2 separate regions of the Mus musculus genome follow, and region 2 is linked to region 1. The links are chromatin contacts, called in public Hi-C maps. All regions are on one chromosome and are shown on one strand. The core of a region is the stretch at or near the end of the contact, and the rest is flanking DNA. Distances in the headings are between cores, read along the strand shown.

Region 1 (7,032 bases), core at 4,192-6,691:
TCATACTTTTTTCTTATATATTCTTGTTCAGCCATCAATGCCCAGCTCCAGTCACCTGATTTGAGGAGGAATTTCCATGATTAGTTTGGCTTTTCCCCCTTTCACCTCCTTTGAAGCACTGTTAGCACTTGTCAGAGAATTGATTATGACATCTTTGGTACTACTGCCCACTCTAGTTATTGCTCTAAGTGTTAACTTCTCAACCCCCAACTGCACTGCTGTCTTCTCCTAGGTAGCATGGACTTTATGCTATGGGCACTTCCCTAACTGTTCAGTAATGAGAGTACTTAGAGCCAGATCAATTGATTCTCTGGTCAAAGTCATCCCAGACTGTGGGTTTGCTCTTTCTGTGGTAGTGCTGACTGTGATTGCTGACTTGTTTAAAGGATTTTAATTGAAGCAGGACCCAGTTGACATGAAGGAATGTTTGTTCACAGAGACGTGAGCAGAAAATGGAGCCCTATCAGAATGCCTGTCATCACGCTGTAGAGATGAGTTTCCCCATGTACCATGTCTTGGACTGTCTGGTGTTCTTAAACCATGAAGAGAAATGTGACACTTCGGAAGTCCTAAGTGACTTTCTTCCTTTCAAAAATTATTTCAGGCTTGGCTTCCCAGCAATTCCGAGGCCATTTCTGTTCCTATTGGGTTCATGCTTTGCATTTTTATGGGCTTTAAGCATCTCTTTACATACAAGGACTGTTCATCTCCTCAATGACCCCATGATCCAAGCAGGGTGAACACAGTGCAATCATCTGCATTAAACCATTTGGAAGCTGGAGCAAGTTTAGCCGAGATAGCAAAACAGTGTCTTGGACTAAAATCTCCCTCCTACTAATCCAGGAGACTCTACTGTGTTCTGAACAGTGTAGAATGTGAACTTCATTTGTGTGTGTATTTAATCACATATTGTAAGATGAAGGGAGGCATTTGATTTATGAAACATTGAGATGTTCTTCTCCTAAGGAGTTTTCTAATGAAAATATAACCATATATTCAACACCTAGGTTGACTATTATCTATAAACACACACACACACACACACACACACACACACACACACACACACACACACACACACACACACACAATGTTTTCTTGCTTTGCCTCCAAAATTGCCTTTCAGAGCTAGCACTCTTTTAGTCTGCACAGATGCCATGCTAAATGCCACAGGCTGGAAGACATAAATGAAAATAGTACTGTCTCACAGTCGTGGGGACTGAAATCCAAGATCAAAGCACCAACTTTAATTTCTGGCTGCAGGGAGTTGGGGGTGGTTCTTCCTGGCTTATACATGACTGTCTTTGCTGTATTTCCACATGGAAGAGGGTAAGGACAAAGGACAGCAAAGTCTATGGTGTCTTTCCCTAGAAACACATTGATCCTACTACCATGAGGAAGAGGTAGTGAGTGACCACCCAATTTCCTGCTAAAATCACTAAACCCAATAATTTTTCAAAGGCCCAGGAACCAGATACTATCTCCTTGGGGATCTGAGCCTCAACATGTGAATTTTCAAGGAACATGATGTCTAGCATCGCACATCTGTTTTCCTGGAGTCTATATTGTTCTCATATGCAAAAAATATGTTTACTTTATCTCAGTAGCACCCCCTAAACTGTAACTCATTCCAGTGTCAACTCTGAAGACTTAAGTCTCAACTAACTATCGTCTAATCCAGGTATGGATGGGACAATTTCAAAGGCTTTGAACTCTTCAGCTGTAGACCTGAAAAGCCAAATAAGGGATCTGATTATGAAACACAGCAGTGTGACAGGTGTGGATAAACATTCCCTCAAAGCAGCTACAAGAAGGAAGCAATCATAACAAGTCCAACCCCCAAATTCCATTCGCTCATGAGTGTCAAATGTGACATTTTTTGGCTTTCCTGTCTCCAGACCCATTGCTGTGGCAGTATCACACTCAGGGCTCCAGAAGACCACCTGACACCTTAGCTCTGTCCCCAAGACTCCAGTTAGAACCTATCTATCCTACTAGAATCAAGATGGGAGCCACTATTAACTGTCAGTCACTGTTGGAGTCATTTCCTGTCCTTCTAAAAGTAGGCTATGTTTACAGCCTGTCAAAGCCAAGAACTGTTGGTAGCCTGCCTCCTTGTCTTCCTTCCTTCCTTCCTTCCTTCCTTCCTTCCTTCCTTCCTTCCTTCCTTCCTTCCTTCCTTCCTTCTTCCCTCCCTCCCTCCCTTCCTCCCTCCCTTCTATCCATCTTTCCTTCTTTCCTTTTTTCCTTCCTTCCATACATCTTTCCTTCCTTCTATCTTTTGTCCCTTCCTTCCATCCATCTTTTCTTTCTTTCCTTCCATCTTTCCTTGCTTGCTTGCTTCTCCTTCCTTCCTTCCTTCCTTCCTTCATTCCTTCCTTCCTTCCTTCCTCCCCATTCCTTTCCATTCCCACTAGCAGTATTTCTGTTCACATAACCCAGCACAGTGTTTATCAGATGATTTTTCAAGTACTCCTTTGGCACAGATGAGTAAGGCATAGCCCAGCTCTTCAGTGAGCTTTCCATCTTCTCAGACTGAGGTATACGGAATCTTATTTCAGAAAGCAGATGTGTGTCTGAAAGCACACAGAGTGGCTGGTCCCATCTCTGGAGAATTGTTTTACTGCATCCTCACCTTGCCAAAGCTCACCTTAAACCCATTCTTCTTAAGGGCATTAGAGTGTAAAGGGGAAAATCTAGTTATTTTACTTGGCTACTGACACTTGTTCAGCAAGATAATGACCAGTCCTGCTGTTTAAGACCCTCCCTTGCCTGCATCTCTCCAGTCTCACCACTTCTAAACTTGAACTGTATTGTATACCAGATTCTGTCTGTCCAGTCACATCATTACTGAATAAAGTCACTGAGAATGATGAATCGGCTGATACTGAACCATTGCTGTTAGGGAAAATTCAGGATTATGTTCCTAGAAGCCTCTCCAATCAAACCTTTGTACCAGCCTTGACAAATAGACAGACAGACAGACAGACAGACAGACAGATAGATAGATAGATGTATATAACAGCTTATGTGATACAAAGTCAAAGCTTATGTGATATTAACTCATTTGCATTGAACTCCAGTCAGTTGCACTATATGACTTAACTCATGAATGGAATTTCCCTAATACGTATGATTTCTGCATAAGACACATACAACCTTTTCACTAGTATCGGTAATATGAGAAATCACTCCAGCTCTATGAAAGGGATGTAAACATACATCACAACAAAAAGCAAAGAAAGTAGGAAATGAGACACTACATAACCCATGAAAAGGACACATGAGCAGCCCAAGACTGGAGCCAGAAAGACCAACTCTGCTCACTGTGCTGGGAAAGGTAATGTTGTTGTGTGACTGAAACCATGTGGTATGTGTGTGTGAGTGTAGGCCATAAACATTAGTTTGTGGTTTTCAAGTGTATTTTAGCAAATAGGTGAATTTGCAAATACAGAATCCACTAAAACAATGAGCAACTGTCCTTGTTACTACCCACTTTCTGGTTTGCAGCTCTCCACCTGTTTGTCCGGATCTACCTATGGTGAGAGTATCTGAAGGGGAGAAGTGCTCCTTAGGTACAAGAGCAGTAAGAGCTTATCCTGCTTCTGTAGAAATGAATCACCTCCCTCTGTGTTGTGTCCTCAGACTTGTGCTATTCCAGCCAAGGACTGGCCTAACCTAGTCTAGATTATAATATGGTCATCCATTATGAAGCATTTAAATAAGATGTAGAGTTCCCTTATTAGACTTGATGACTTGAATGCCCGAGAATCACCACTCTTCATCTTGCTTCTTCGTATTTATGATTAAGGGAGAGGGGAAACCATTGTTTTTCATCCAAATGTACCACAGGATTCTTTGTGGACTCCTTGGGTAGTGAGAGCTTCCCGCAGAGATGGGAGGCCCAGCCCGTGGCCTCTGATTCTTACCTGTTGGAACTTTATTTTTCTAGACAAAGCAAAGCAAGGGCATATGCTTTGCACATGTGCCTCTCACTCATCTACCCAGAAATTCCATAATGGAGGTAGAAATGGTTCTCCTATGGGGAAAGACAAGAGACAGGAAAGTAAGAGGTGTACAGGAAGAGGGTGTGTGCTGTACCCACATTGGTTTGATCACAGAAGCCTGGTTAACATTATTATCCCATGTCAGCTCTTCAAACATACACATTCCCAGGCAGGGCATCATATACTCCCTCCTACAGCCCCATTCTCTGTTTTTCTCTTAGTTACATAACAGATATGGGCTTGTAATGTACAAAGCAGTACTCCAGAAGCAACAGACAATACAAAAGCAAGTCAGATGTTATCCTCCGTAAGCTCAATGACAATGGACCATCAGCCTGGGAAATAAGGAAGGCCTTATGGAGAAGAGGACCTGCATTTGACTTGAGGAACAGTTATTAGGGGAAGAACATGGGTAAAGGGATCAGAAAGTGGGAATCCAAAATGGGAGATTAGGTGCAAGGAAGACTGAGAATTGTGAGTTTTAGGTCAGCCTGGTACCTTGGTGAAACACTCTCCATAAAAGTGAAAATACAAAAAAAACCAAAAACAAAAACAAAAACATGGAAATCAGGAAGAAGGATGAAGAAAGGCTGAATGTACAACTGGCTCAACATGCGAAAAGTCCTGAATTCAAGAGGTGAATTTAAAAAGACACAGATGAGGACAGGACATAATAGCCATGGGTCATATTTGATAGTAACTTCATTACTGTGGTCAACATTTCAAAGTTCATTAGAGAGACAGCTGAAGGGCAGTTCAGTGCCTAAGGAGCAAGTAAAAAGATTTGCAGCTGTCAGCTAGGACACCATAATAAAACCTCACAAACACAGGCAAGGGAGCTTAAACAACACAATGTTATTTACTTATCACAGTTCTGGAAGCTGGAAGTCGAAGAAGAAGGTATTGCGTGGCCTCGTTTCCTCTGGCTTCTTTTCTGAGCTGGCACAGCAGACGCCTTTTATCTTTTATACCCATGTAGTCTAGCCTTTGTTCTATGTCCAAATATCTTTTTCTTAAGATGATACAAATCGGATGTCCTTTAATTGCTATCACTTTAACCCACTTGCTTCCTTACAGACTCTACTTCCAAACTCAGTCACAGTCTGAAACACGGGGGTTAGAACACATACATTTTCAGAGGACACACCAGCCCATACCATGGGGTAAGATGGAACATGAGGAGGACCTTGAGTGGTCACTTAAGAGGCTTTTCAGCAACCATGGCAGGCAATGGCCTCAGAAAGAGGCAAGAAAGTTCTATGATGAGCATTGATTGGCTGTCTTTATTCCTCAGGAGGAAGATCTCACTACCAAGAGTTCTGCAAAGCATGCAGGGAGAACAAAAAAGGCAGCTAGATTAACTCGCCAAGATCCCTGGACCCAAAGTCGTCACTTCTCACTGCCTCTCTGTAGAGAGAGGGTTGCTTCTGACAGCCCACCCACGCACAACAAAATGTCTCATTGCTCTGTGGGCTCCGTGCATTGGCATCACATCCCCTCATGCCTGGAATCTGAACCACCGCCAGGACATTCCTGAGTGACAGCTCCCATGAACTAATTATTAATGTTCTTGGCACTGAGGCTGGGTGGGCATTTATTCCCATTACTCAGGGCTGGTGATAGATGGGGATTTGCACAGGCTGCATAATTTCTTCATGTCTCCATAAGTCTCTGCCTTCTGCTGGCATTTTAAGGAATGTATTTTTACAGAAGTTGGCACTATTCAGTAATTTTCCAGGAGGGCACATTGCCCAGGCCAGATGGACATATTTTTTTTTCTGGTTCCAGCTGGTAAGTCCTGTTTGATAAGATCCTATCCCATCCTACTTGAACAAGGATGCACAATTTGCTTGCAAGTTGGGTAGTGAAAAATGACCCTAGTGGCAGGTTGTGACAGAGGGCTGAGGTGGGAGGGCCACCCTGGGAACTACAACTATTGCCAGAGTCAGAAGCTCCACAATCACAAACCTGATGAGTGCCAAGGAAGGGCATTTCTGTTTGAGCATACATTGTGGGGCAGGCTGTCTTGAAGCCCTAAAGAGTTTCTCCTTTATAGCATTGATATCTCTGTTCCTCTCTGAATCTTTCCATGGTTAGACAGAGAATCCTGACATGGTCAAGACATCACTACAGTGTCCAATTTTACTGCAATATGGGATCCTTTGCTATCTGTCATACAGAGCAGGTGTCAGCTCAGGTCTCCTTGCACATCATCCTCAGCAGGAGAGTGCACACCAAGCAGGCAGGTCGCATACCACTCTGGACATGGTGCCCAGTGCATGGCAAAGACCTCCTGGAAGATAGTCCTTGGGCTCTACATATGGCTTCGCTTCTCTCACTTTTTGATAAGCACGAGTCTAGAGGGACTGAGTCCAGGCAGCACTTTCGAAGAAAGCCACTTTACCTAAGAAGTAGTGCTGGGCACACCTTTGATCCCGACACTTGAGAAGCAGAGGCAGGCAGACTGAGTTCAAGGCCAGCCAGGTCTCCAGAGTGAGTTCCAGAACATCCAAGGTTACACAGAGAAACCCTGTCTGGAAAAAGCATTGGGGAAAGGGGGGAGTAATGGCACCATCAGTGAATAAACACACCTGACTTGTCTCTCCTTTCCTTCTCTGTAATTGGGCATAATTTTACATCTGTTGAATGTTGATCACTTTTATATCTTCTCCCCATCTGTTTCTCTTTCTGATCTGGAGTCTGTGTGTGTAAGAAAGTGGCCCCTCTCTGAATTCTCTCTACTCACGCATCTCATGTTTTCCTTCTGGTGAGGATCCTACGGCTGCACTCTGCCTAGCCATCTCTCTTGCTACAACCTCTTCACTGTTTTCCTGCCTTCCACCTGCTACCACTAACAACATGGTGGAAGCTTGACGATCTTCACATTCATCGGGCAATTATTTTGACTTTTACTGGAAGACAACAACAGAAAATTACTAAGAAACACGACTTGTTCCCAGTTAGCAGATATAAAAATGAAATGGAGTCAAGACTAAGTGGTGTGTTTGAGATACGGCTCTGGGAA
Region 2 (6,233 bases), core at 2,281-4,780, 230 kb before region 1:
CCCAGACTCTCCCCCCCACTCCCCTAACCACCCACTCCCACTTCTTGGCCCTGGTGTTCCCCCGTACTGAGGCATATAAAGTTTGCAAGACCAAGGGGCCTCTCTTCCCAATGGTGGCCGACCAGGCCATCTTCTGATAATGTTTAACATTCTTAGCCATCAGAGAAATAACACCTAAAGCCACTTTGACTTGCCATCTAGCTTCAGTCCAAATTGGCTAAAGCCAAGAAAACCCCAAATGATAACAAATGCTTGTGAGAATTCAAGGAAAAGGGAATATTTACCCAATGCTGATGGGAGTGTAAACTAGTTTAGCCATTACGGATTTCAGTACAGAGAAGTCTCAAAAACTAAAAGTAGAAATATCATATGACTCAGCTGTATCACCTAGACACATACCCAAAGCACTCTATCTTCCACCACAGAGGTACTTGTGCATCTTGGTTACCACTGCAGTGTTTGTAATAGTAAGGGACGGTAAGCCCTGATGTCTAGGAACAGGTGGATGGATAATGAAAATGTAGCATACAAACACAGTGGAATTTTTTTAACTTTCATCCATAAAGAAAACAAATTTTGAAGCCATGCATGATACTGCGTGTCTTTCATCCCAGCACTCAGGAGGCAGAGATAGGTGAATCTCAGAATTTCATACCAGCTTGGTCTACACAATAAGTTCTAGGACAGCCAGGGCAACATAGAGAAACCCTGTCTTACACCTCCCCCCCCCCCAAAGTAAAATAAGATGAAATTTGAAGAAAAAGTACAGATCTAGAATGTATTTTATTAAACAAGGTGACCTAGACTCTTAAAGACAAAAGAATCAATTTTCTTTCTCTTGGGGCCCTTGCTGTTAATATTTGCATTTAATGTGAGTAAGGGAGTGTGGTAGTTGGTATAGACTGTGCAATGGATAGGAGACTAGGAGGGGTGAACAGTGGGGGGCGGGGAGAAAGAATGATCGCATGCGACCTGAAATTAGAACTGAGGCTACTTAGGGTGAGAAGGCACCAAAGGCATGGGACAAAGATTGGAGAGAGGGACCACGAAAAGCAAACTTCACTTGAAGCATGCTATGATGACATATAGCACTTGGAGGCAAGTAAAACAATACGGATGTGTCTGTAGACATGGGATTAGAGGAAAGACATGAGAGGTTGATCATGGTTATTTCTGGATAGCACGTGACACCTACTTCATGCTTTTCTGTATTTATGAACTAACATCAATTATTAATTTGAAGAATAAAAACTAATTCATTTTAAAAATACAATCTATCATAGTGACAGAAAATATATTTATTGAAGAGGAGAGTATTAGATTAAGCATCAAGAGATGTACTTGTCTCTATCTATCTATCTATCTATCTATCTATCTATCTATCTATCTATCTATCTACCTACCTACCTACCTACCTACCTACCTACCTACCTATCTCTACTATCTATGTACTTACGTACATACCTATTTATCTATTATCTAAGTATCAATCATCAATCATCTGTCTATATATCTATCTATATACCTATCATCTATCTATATTCCTCTTAGTCCAATTATCTACTAGTATGTATGTATGTATGTATGTATGTATGTATGTATGTATGTATATAGTTATCTAGCTATCTTCATCACCTATCAATCTTCTGTCAGCCTATTTAACACTTTCTATCACCTATGTATCATATATCTTTCAGTCTATTCATCTATCCATCAGCTGTCATCCTATCTATGACCTACCTTTTTACCTGTTTATTAACTCTCTATGTATTATCATCTATCGAAATATCATCTATTATTCATCTATTTATCTACTAATATCTATCTACCATATATCTGTCAGTCTGTTGTTCATCTATCAATTACCTACCATCTACTAGTCAGTATATCCAATCTTTCTAGCTACATATCTATTTTTACCTTTCGTTCTTCAACCTGTGGTGTTGTGCATGTTAATAAGGACACAATTGGTATTCAGTATGTGTCCATATTTGTATAATATTTCAATTGGATTACACATATCCATTTCCTTGAATATTTACTTCATTGTGTAAAGCCTTTCTTTCTGCCCTTTAAAATGCATAGTACAAAAGTGCTTTCTAGGATTACTCCCTTGTGAAATGTTATCCGAGAACATCTTGCTCCTGAGTACACCCCGAAGGAGGTCCAATTTTTAGTTCCAGATTTTCAATTACTATGCTCAGAGACATTGGTATTATTTTTCAGTTTTTCTGGGGTTCCACGTCCATGATTTATAAAATAGGAAAACTGAAAAAGTTTGAATTTGAAATACATTTTCAGCTTTCATATCTTTCTTATATGTTGAGGTGAGAGACCCTCAAACTGGTGCTGATTAATTACGGACAAGTGCTCGTGCACGGAATTGCTGATCATGGGTCTCTGTGCATCAGTTGTTCCTCATGTAAATGCATTGTCTGTGAACTGTATTGGTGTGCAAAGCAAAGCAAAAGTCTTCATGCAGAGTAATTATCTCTTCAAGGTTTATTGAGAGAGGTTACCTTGGTAACAAGAAATCAAACCTACCTACTTCATCTTAGGGGTCAGAACAAGGTTCTCCATGTAATCCTCGTTTCTGTTCTCCAGGAACAAGCTGTGAAGAAAGCTCAGCAAGAATATTCAAGTATCAGTAGCAAGCAGCTTTTCATCATAGGCTCAGTGCTTCACACGGTTGTCTTGTCATTTTATACAGGCAGGCTTGCTCTGTGAGCGAAGGACAATGCTGGAGGCTCACTGCTTTCATTACTTCTTTGGCACATCCCTCTCTGTACAGCAGATGTGACAGATACCATCCACTCAATGCTCATTATGTGGGAGCACAGTGCCACTGGTGTGCAGACCACATCTCCAGCTTTTTGTAACAACCTAGTGTTTTGGGTTTCTTTGCTTTGTAATAAACACTCCAAACTTGTCAGCCTAAGCCACGTATACAATCTATGATTCTGCAGGTTGGCAGGGACCGGCTCAGCCCAAAGTATGTTCTGATTTCAGTTAGGCTTGTAGTCATCTTACACAATCAACATTTCTCCTGACATGGTCATTTAGTCCAGTTTAAAATTTCTGGCCTGATAGAAGTCCTAAGAGCAGGTTTTCCTTTGATTTTCTGAAATTTGGTAATTTGCAGGGCAAACTATTTTGTCAGTGCTAGATCTTCAGTACCTTGGACAGCTCTGATACAACCAAGTAGGGGCATGGACCTTAGGGCTCTGGAGTTTCTTTCTCTGATTCCTTGTTAATGCTGCTGATCATAACAAGGATTTACCTCTAGTGCACACTTCTGAGAACCTCAGACCTACAGTGTAGGTAGAGATAGGTGATACAGTGTTAGTGATGAGATGTCAGGGTTAGGAGTTCCCAGTCCAGATACCGCTTCAAGTCAGCATTTGCTTCAAGGAATATTCCAGTCGTGAAGACTCCATGCCATGTATTCCCCTCTCACTTCACAGCAGGTTAGCTCTTAAAGCACTGCAGAACAACACAGAAACTTGCTCTACTTTTTCTTTCAAACTAGGAACACACAGTGTTCCCCATACAGCCTCCCACACACTTCACTGAACTGTCAAGGGAAACAGTGTGCTGGAAACTGCTTCAAGCTGGGGTGAAGTCTGGGACAAGACTGTGCTTTGAGTCTCCCTGTCTTTGCTTTGGACTCTATGTCTACAAGATGCTTCAGGCTCGAGGCTATATCTGGCAGCATCTGCCTGGAGAGATCAGCCAGAGGTGGATTAGTAAGAACATTATCAGTGAGGCACACACAAGCTTCTGCTGCATAGTTTTAAATCCACAGTCTAGGTATCCCTTCTCAGGGCTAGAGGAAAACAAAGGTTGAAGAGGCAGGCTGGCTGTATTCAAAGCACCAGGAGGTTTCAAAGGCAGCATAAATTCAGCCAACTAGAAATTAACTTCAAACAAAAGCATAATTTTATATTGCCATTGGCTTACCTGAGAGAAACACAACAGCCCATCAACCCATAATAAGGTTTGTTTATCTCCTGTGTTGATGGGAGTTACAGATGTATAAATACAGTCATTCCAGCCATGTCCTGGTTAGCCCTGAGTTGGATACAGGGGGTGGGGCAGCTGGGAGAAGCTGCTCTTCTAAATTGATCATCTCCCAGGAATTCTGCCAGAAATGCTAGAGAAAGCACAGAGCATCTCAGGCTCCTGGGATCTGGCTCACATAGAGTACTGGAGCTGAAGATGATCTACAGGAATTCTTTCCCAGGCTCCTTACTCACTTTATAAATGCAGAAGCAGAGATTTAGAAATGGAACAAGGCTAGTGAAGGACTTTATTTGCTGATGTTGCTTCATTTTACTGCCCTTCCTGAGACTAGTGAAGAAGAGAGAATATTAGGTCTACCAAGTCAATAAATAATTTCTGAGTACCCACGTCACACTCATAACTTATTATAGAGATGTGGGAACATCTCAGAATGTCTGAATCATGGGCTCCTACTACAGGAGCATCTCAATTCACAGTGTCATTACCTTTAACATCCACTACTGACCACTTTCTTCTATTCTTCATCCTTGTACCTACCCTCTGACCTAGACATCACACCTCACAACCTGTGTCTAGCCTTTCTCCTCCTACTATTGTTTCAAGGGGTCATTGTGCATAATATTGACCAAAGGAACTCCCTTCAAACACTGTGGAATATTGACTCACCCACCTTTGATTAATGATCTCATAACTACTTAGATCCATACTTCTGCTCATCATTTGAGTTTGTCCTCAGTGTGGACTACTTGTCCACTCTTAGATCTCAGAGTTGAGCTTTAGCTCCCCCTATCCCAAGTGTGAGGTCTATCCCAAGACTGTACTTTGGTCATCCTTATATTCATTTTCTTATGATTTTTGTATTGATGTTTCTTCGGCTGGGAATTTTTCTCTCACCATCTACCTGGTGAAAAATCCTCTATGAAGCCCTGGTCTAGAAATCATGATCAGTAAGGACCAAGAGTTCAAGCTCATGATTTCTTACAAATTTGGTAAAGGAAAGAGACAGGGTAAGAAGTGATCTACTGTGCTCTTAGTTCATTCATAGTTATTTGCCTTGATGAGTGATTAATCCTTTAATCCATGTGGGAGTACCATTTTACTTTCTATTCTCAAAGTATATCAATATTCAACCCAGGTCCTGAGGCATTAGATTTTAAATGACAAAAACTCTGTCTTCATATATGCATGCATGCATGCATGAATTTGCACGCTCAAAGATCGATGACCCAGGTTTATTGACTAGCAGAAAAATTTAAGAATACTATTCAACCATTTAGAAGGGGCTTTCTTTGACAGTGTTTGTCAACAAGGTCTTTAAAGGACTGTGCTTCCCAGTCTCCAGGGTACCTGTCTATACCTGAAAGAGTATGAAGATAATTAAAATAAGTTTGTGTCATGTACAAGTGAAGAAAAATCATAGTACATTCATTGAGGTGGGTTTCTTGTTATCAATTCTTTTCAAGAGAAACTTGGTAACATCAATTTTAAGTCATTTTAAGACATAACACATTCATGTTAGCAAAGGTGAACTGCCTTGGCAATTATGTGTCACAGTCATTGAGGGTTCTAGGGAAAAAGGCATCTCTTTTCAACAGTGCATAACTATGAAGTAAATCAGCATCTATGTAAATTAAACGCTAACTAGATCTCGTTGTTAGAGCTAGATTCTTCCCGGATGCTCTCATTTCACAGAAAGAATACAGTACAGACAAACTCAATTCTTCATCCATCTCATTTTGGAAAGCTTAAGGGAAAGGGGTGCCAGAGAACACTGTAACAAAGGTTTACTCTCTTTGTGCCACAAAAGACCAGAACTAGAGGCGTATACTAACTTTAGCTATTCGGATTGCTATTTAATGATATATCAAAATGAAGGATGCTTTCAGCTGACCAGATGTTAATGTGGAAGCTGTAAGTGATGCTGGGTCATCTCCTGAACGATTTAAGAGGAACCATAGTCAGGAAGGAAATAACATCATATTTGAAAGCCAAGAAGAAATTGTATGAAAGGCTGTTCTCACGGGTCAGGTTTCCTAAAAGACAGAGCCCAAGGAGAGATTTCATGTGCAAATATATATGAAAGAATTAACCTCCGAAGGACACAGAGAAGGAAAACATAGAGTCCTGACTTGAATAAGTGGGGTTGGCTTCCACACTTTTATACCATTGATTAGCTACAAAATGAGACTTCCATGGAGGGAGGCAGAAGT

The links. Hi-C and Micro-C count contacts between places; a contact is called where the count stands out from the background.
Region 2: a contact with region 1 is called in a Hi-C map of cortical neurons, with 2.1 times the contacts expected there. The contact joins two enhancer-like sites. A contact is called at or near these places in 5 of 484 Hi-C or Micro-C datasets (cerebral cortex, cortical neurons and nephron progenitors) and 2 of 115 datasets of contacts at active chromatin or transcription factors (VIP interneurons and neural progenitor cells).

The regions. Positions count from the first base shown.
Region 1 is chr2:143,216,685-143,223,716 of GRCm38.p6, reverse strand. No RefSeq gene overlaps it. Among named protein-coding and RNA genes, the nearest start is that of Otor, 140 kb to the right of the region's middle. Within about 2 kb of position 5,441, at least 19 of the 459 cell types and tissues checked have an H3K27ac peak or open chromatin away from gene starts, as enhancers often do. A contact at or near this core is called in VIP interneurons and cortical neurons, where this site is marked.
Region 2 is chr2:143,448,813-143,455,045 of GRCm38.p6, reverse strand. The region is part of intron 2 of Gm33599 (a long non-coding RNA gene); the gene reads left to right. Among named protein-coding and RNA genes, the nearest start is that of Gm33599, 35 kb to the left of the region's middle. Within about 2 kb of position 3,530, at least 25 of the 459 cell types and tissues checked have an H3K27ac peak or open chromatin away from gene starts, as enhancers often do. A contact at or near this core is called in VIP interneurons and cortical neurons, where this site is marked.